Linked DNA regions of Mus musculus: region 1 is linked to region 2. Evidence: chromatin contacts called from public promoter capture Hi-C data. All regions are on one chromosome and are shown on one strand. Each heading gives the region's core, a stretch centred on a gene start, on an enhancer-like site or on the middle of the called end of the contact. The rest is flanking DNA. Distances are from core to core; before and after follow the strand shown.

Region 1 (3,152 bases), core at 512-3,011, 150 kb before region 2:
GCACTTGCTGCACAGGCATGAGGATCTGGATTCAAATCCCCCAAACCTTCATAAAACTAGGAGGTTGTCTCATCCCACGACATCTCTTCTATGCATGGCTTAGAGGAATCAGGGTCTGGAAGGGTTTATCCCAGTACAGACCTGGGAGAGAAATCAGAGGCAGCAGTACAGATAGAACATTCATTTAAAATGCATTTTATCTGTAAATGTTTATTATAGAGGAAGGGGCCCACCCTAGAAAAGCTACAATCAACCCCAGAAGGTGCCAGAGCGCCCCACTGACAGCGGGTGGTGTGACCCTTGGCCTGACTTTCTATGACAGGTGGTGGGCAGGACCTTTCATTTTGATTTGCCAGCAAAATGAGAGTGGTAAGCAGGCACTCCTCGCTTTCAGAGTGGTTTTATAGCCCTGATTTTAAAATGGCTCGACTCGAAGAAAGCTGCCTGGTCAAGGTTGTAGGCCTCATTACATTTCCCAGCTAAGGTGTGGCTTCCTTTCAAGGAACAGTTGAGGGACAAATGTCACTAGAGAGAAATTTAAGCTTGAGCTTGAGCTTAATTCATTCTTAGTCACAAAAGATACTGGAGTCAGGAGAGACTGACTCTAGAAGGTATGGGGTCACAGGTTAGAGTTGAGGAAACTGGGGAGGAGAGATGAAGTTGATGTGGTGAGTGAGAACAGCTAGGAGTCTCTTCCACTCAGCATCATCTTCATTTCTTCTCCATGGCACACCACTCTCTGCCAGCTTTGTCTGTCCTCAGTGGTTAGCACATGGGTGTGGACGTCCACTCTGCTCTCTGTGGTAGTCTGAGGGCTGGGTGTCCCACTTGGAAGAAGCCCAAGTGCCTGTGAGTGCAGATAGGAGATGATGTTGGAGCTGTGGCTGAAGATGAAGGAGAGTCTGATAGGTAGGGTAAGCAGTTTGGGTCACTTAGAGTTTCTCCAGGGAGAGAATGCTTTTTTTTTTTAAAGATTTATTTGTTTTATGTATGTGGACACACTGTTGCTCTCTTTAGACACAGCAGAAGAAGGCATCATATCCCATTACAAATGGTCGTGAGCCACATGTGGTTGCTGGGAATTGAACTCAGAATCTTTGGAAGAGCAATCAGTGCTCTTAATTGAGGAGCCACCTCTCCAGCCCCAAGAATGCTTCTTACAGTGGGGGGATTGATTGTTGGCATTTGATGATGAAGGAGGCAGGGTTGCAAAACCACAGAGTAAGATCTCCTCTCGGGTCTTACATCCTGGCACCATAGGCAAGTCATGCTTCCCAGACTTGTTTTTTCTTATAGAATGAGGGATAAGAGCGATATCTCCCTCATCAGGTTGCAAGAAGTGGAATACAAAACAAAGGCTTAGAATGCTTGGCCCAGTACTTAGCATGCAGCATGTGTCGTAACTGATCATTCTTTCTGATTTTCTGTTTCAAGGACACTTTTGTATCATGGGAACTTTGCCTTCCTGCTACATGGGGCAGAGGGCACACACACACACACACACACACACACACACACACACACACACACACAGAGAGAGTGTGAAAAAGAGACAGACATAGAAAGACAGATAGAAAGAGAAGGAAGGAAAGATTTCTTTGCTAATGTCTAATTTGCTTTATTGCTGTGAAGAATTCTGAGCTTTAAAATGCATGCATTTCAGAACTGGGGTTGTAGCTCACTCGTGGGAGCCTTTGCCTAGTTTTCAGAAAGACCTGGGTTCTATCCCGATACCATCTAAGAACAGATGTGGTGACACATCACCTGATAGGTGGAGACAGGAGAATCAATAGTTCAAAGTCATACGTGAATTCAAGGCCATCCTAGGCTACATAATAGCCGGTTTCAAAAATGAAACGTGTGCTTTTGCTATTCTGTACACAATAAAAGCATTAGCAGTTGGCATTCAGGTGGCCATTTCCAGCTTACAGAGCATCCTGGAACACACATCCTAGTTTACCCTTATACTACCCATGAGGCGGAGACTTCATTCCTATCTTATCTCTGAATGAGTCTTTCTACTTCCTCATATCTCACAATCACATTCCAGGGCCTGGCAGCACTGGTCTTAGAGATAAGACCAAGCTTAGGCAGGTGTGATATTTTCCTATCCTCCCCCAACCCCCAACCCCAAGAGCCACACCCACTCCATAAAGATCTGTCTTAGAGTTGGATTTGATTTGAGGAATGGTCTTTCGCTTCATGTTGCTTGCTGTTTTTAAAGGAGCCACATAGTTGTCTCCTTCAGGACCCAGGGGGAATCACAGAGAGGGACTTTTCCATTCTGTTAGCAATTACCGGAAATGTACAGGGCTTTAGTTTCCCTAGCAGATGTCCAGGAGCTGCAGCAGATAGGGAATCCAGGTGACCATCTCCAGTCCCCACCATCTTCTCCAGACAAGACGGATATCCTCACACAAGTCCACAAGTTCAGTATTTACAAAGCAAGAAACATCAAAGGACAAAATCACCGAGGTCTAAGTTTAAAGATCTCAACTAGCTTTTTTTTTTCTTTCTAGAATCATCGACAGTTCAGTTCCTACGACAGAATGATTGTTGCAAAAGGGCCAAGTGGGAGAGATTAGCTCATGGGCAGAAACTGAGACTGAAAAGCAGATAGAACGTTTTAGTGACTTCCTGTGCACGGCAGCAAGGCAAAGACCCAAGAGAAGAGAAAAACAGCCCAGTTGCATCATTTATTTAAGGATCAAGGATCATTTATTGTAAGGATCAAGGCAGGGATATTCAGAAGTCTGTTGTCACACCCAAGAAGAAACTAGCCTGTTATTTTTTCCTGGCTTCTTAAAAGAAATCTGCTAAACAGCTTAGCTTTGCCTTGGCGATGTAGAACTCTGGACGTTGTGACTCCATTTTGATTTTTAGTTTGGTCTGTTTGGGCCCAGTGTAGGAATCCCCATCGCCTAAAACATTGGTCTCCTATAGTTGTTATTCAGTAGTAATGATCTTTAAAGTGTACCTATTTAGGAAGTGGATGGAGACAGTTGTCCTGCCATCCTGGAATCCAACTGCTTCCTAAATTGTGTGTGTGTGTGCATGTGTGTGTATGGTGTGTGTATGTGTGTGTGCATGTGTGTGTGTGTTCTTTTACTTAAGAAAAGACTACAAAAGCATCTAGGTAAGGCCCTGGGCGC
Region 2 (2,777 bases), core at 251-2,750:
GCAGGATCCCTGGTGCTTAGGATAGGGCCTGCCGCAGAGCATCTCTAATCCTTATCTTCTGCTTAGATGGATTGAAGTAGCTCCAGCCAGCTCAGCTGTTATCGGGACATCTTTAGCTCTACGATTATCTTGAACTTCAAACTTAATACACCCAGCGAAAATGAACACTGGTCCTCTACCACAGCTTGTTTTTCCTGTATTCCTAAGACTAGTGCCACCACATAATAACCAAGGCCAGATAAATCACCCTCTTAGTTCTTCCAGATACTTCCTTCATACCCGCCTTCTGAGCTACTTTAGGGAGTTGTCATTTTAGGTTGCTTTTTGTTTGTTTGTTTGTTTTAATGACAAACTATTCTGTTCCTTTCTTCAAAAATCTTTGAAAGTGAACACACCCCCCCCTCCCTAAAATGAAAACCCCACAAATGAATTTCCTTGTTCTTTATATCCTTGTAATTATCTCACAGGCCTGCACCAGGACTGCATCTACATCCCTCAGTATCTATCAGGCCTACCTTCATACACACATACTTTCAGACTGCTCTGTCTCTCCAGGTCCAAACTTAGGTTATGCAAAACGATTCCTTCCAGAACGTTCCATGTGCCTCCCGGGTCCTGCATTTGCTGTTACTCCTGCCTAGGAATCAATCGTTCATAGCAATGACTTCCTCTGGCAGATTCCTGTTGTTCCTTCAATATCTAGTCATTTCCAAACCTCTGACCATCACCCTGTTTCACAGACTCCCCATTCCATGCCCCTCAGCCCTTTGAAAACTGAGATTGTTTTGTTCCCTATGAAAGCTGTATTGTTTTTGTGAGAGACCAGGTTTCAGTTCAATGCCCACAATTTAGAGATGGAGAAGCCTGCACATTCGAGGTGTCAAGACTTAAAAGGAACAGAAGCCGCAGGAATCTAAGAACTTGGGCCAGAACACAGAACCTCCAGGCTTTTAGCCAGTAAGATCAGCCCACATCAAAAAGCCACTTTTGAAGTTAACTCACATCTATCACTACAGTGTAACAATCACATGGCTACATTGTTACTTTGACATCCAACTCCCCTTTCCCCCACGTTTCCTGAAGGAAGAGCCAACATCCTCTTTTGGCTTCCAGGGGTGACTGCAGGGTTTTTCTCTCTCTTTCACAGTGAGGGGCCTGGGGTGGGCTCTGTCTGAAAGACTTCTGCTTTGGACGGGTCCCTGCTGGGTTGGTTTGTGTTTCTGGAAACCTCAGTGCCCCTCCGGATGGATGTAAGCAGATTTTAGGGTTGGAAGGAGCTCAAAGTCCTGGGAAGAGCAACATTCCAGGGCGCTCTGAAGCAGCCTTGAGAGGCGGGCTTCACACACTCTCCTGAACGACGGGACAAATAGGAGGGGTTGTCACTGCCACTGATAGAGACTGGACTGGAAAAGGTCGCTACGAATTCTTCGTGCGGTAGAAAGTCTCCGGAGGCGTGGCGCCCAGACCACGCCTCCGGTTCTGATTGGCTCCTTCGAAACAGGCGGCCGCGCTGGGCGACGAACTGCGGCGGCGGCGGCGGTTGGTTGCAGGCTTGCTGGCACGCACAGATTGAGCCCGAGTCGCCCGGAGAAGTGATCTCGCTCCCGGGCTGGTGAGTGACTTCCCTCTTGGATTTCTCTTTTCCTCCCTAACTTTCCGTTGCCTGTCCTGCGGCATCTTTGCTGCGCCTCAGCACGGACTCCCCACCCCCACCTCCCCAGTCTATAGCGTCCCGGTGGAGTTCAGGTGGGCTACAGAGCTGCAGGATTCCCTAGAACTCTGCGATTGGCTGACTGAGGGAGCCGCCTGCTATGATTGGCTCTTGGGGCTGTCACGGTGACGTTCAGCTCACCTTCCGACACCTGCCCGCTCTGGTGGGTAAGAGGGGCTATAAGTGTGAGCTCGGGAGCGGGAGGGGCGCGAGGTAGAGCCGCGACCTGTCCTGCTCTGAGACACAAACTAGTGCATGGTAGCCGGTCACCCTGCTGCCCAGCGCCCAGCCAGAAAGGTCACTTGATTCTTCTTCATCATCATCCTCAGAAAGGAAGGGATATAATCATTGGCCCAGGACAGACTCCTACTCATGATCACGCTGCTGTTTTGCCCCGTGATAGGCACTACAGACTCTTCCTTATTTCGCTTCTGCAGGGCTCAGATCTCCCAGACTTAACGGAATTAGGGAACATTAGTGGAGCCCTTGCACAACGCTCTCCCACCCACACCCCTGGGTTTGGAGAACTGAATTGGGGGAGGCTTGCAGAATGCCCTGGGAGGCGGAGGAACCATTTGAAGAGCTTGCATCCCCATGCATATCCCCCACCCCCACCCCACCCCAACCTCGTTCCATCCTGTCTCCTTTAAACCTAGGGGCCGAGTCGATCACATTAGAGTGCTCTGTAGTCTTTCTTTAAAACGAAGGAACGTGTTTTTCTGCGGGTCCAGTCTAGGTCAGAGTTTGGGTTTTGCTTAGCCCATGTGAGGTCGTTAATGACTACCCTTAGATAAGTAGTTCTGAATGGCTGTGGGCTCACTTCTCTTGAGCTTACACAGAATGATTGAAAATTGGGATTTCCCCACACCTTTAATTCCCTTCAGGAGGAAACTAGTAAGAATATTCTGGTGTAGATTCTGACGTGGTGCTGCATCTGACTCATCAGTTTTTAAAACTTACTATGGTCAGCTGACACTGCTTTCTAGCTGTCTGCTGCCATGACATTGGAGACGCTGGGCAGAGTTCCTTACCTCAGGCATGTTTTTCACCTTCCTGTTGAGAAAGT

What was found. Promoter capture Hi-C pulls out the DNA fragments that hold promoters and counts their contacts.
Region 1: a contact with region 2 is called in a promoter capture Hi-C map of liver, with 2.8 times the contacts expected there. The contact joins the enhancer-like site here to the promoter of Gas2l3 in region 2. A contact is called at or near these places in 2 of 39 promoter capture datasets (liver and macrophages), 7 of 115 datasets of contacts at active chromatin or transcription factors (CD8 T cells, bone marrow-derived macrophages, embryonic stem cells and 3 more) and 5 of 9 other capture datasets (adipose tissue, bone marrow-derived macrophages, embryonic stem cells and 2 more).

Annotation. Positions count from the first base shown.
Region 1 is chr10:89,593,385-89,596,536 of GRCm38.p6, reverse strand. The region is part of intron 5 of Slc17a8 (solute carrier family 17 (sodium-dependent inorganic phosphate cotransporter), member 8); the gene reads left to right. Among named protein-coding and RNA genes, the nearest start is that of Slc17a8, 26 kb to the left of the region's middle. Within about 2 kb of position 1,761, at least 23 of the 459 cell types and tissues checked have an H3K27ac peak or open chromatin away from gene starts, as enhancers often do. A contact at or near this core is called in liver and neural progenitor cells, where this site is marked.
Region 2 is chr10:89,442,690-89,445,466 of GRCm38.p6, reverse strand. It overlaps Gas2l3 (growth arrest-specific 2 like 3), which reads left to right and starts at 1,500. Exons shown (of 11, transcript NM_001033331.2): 1 at 1,500-1,612.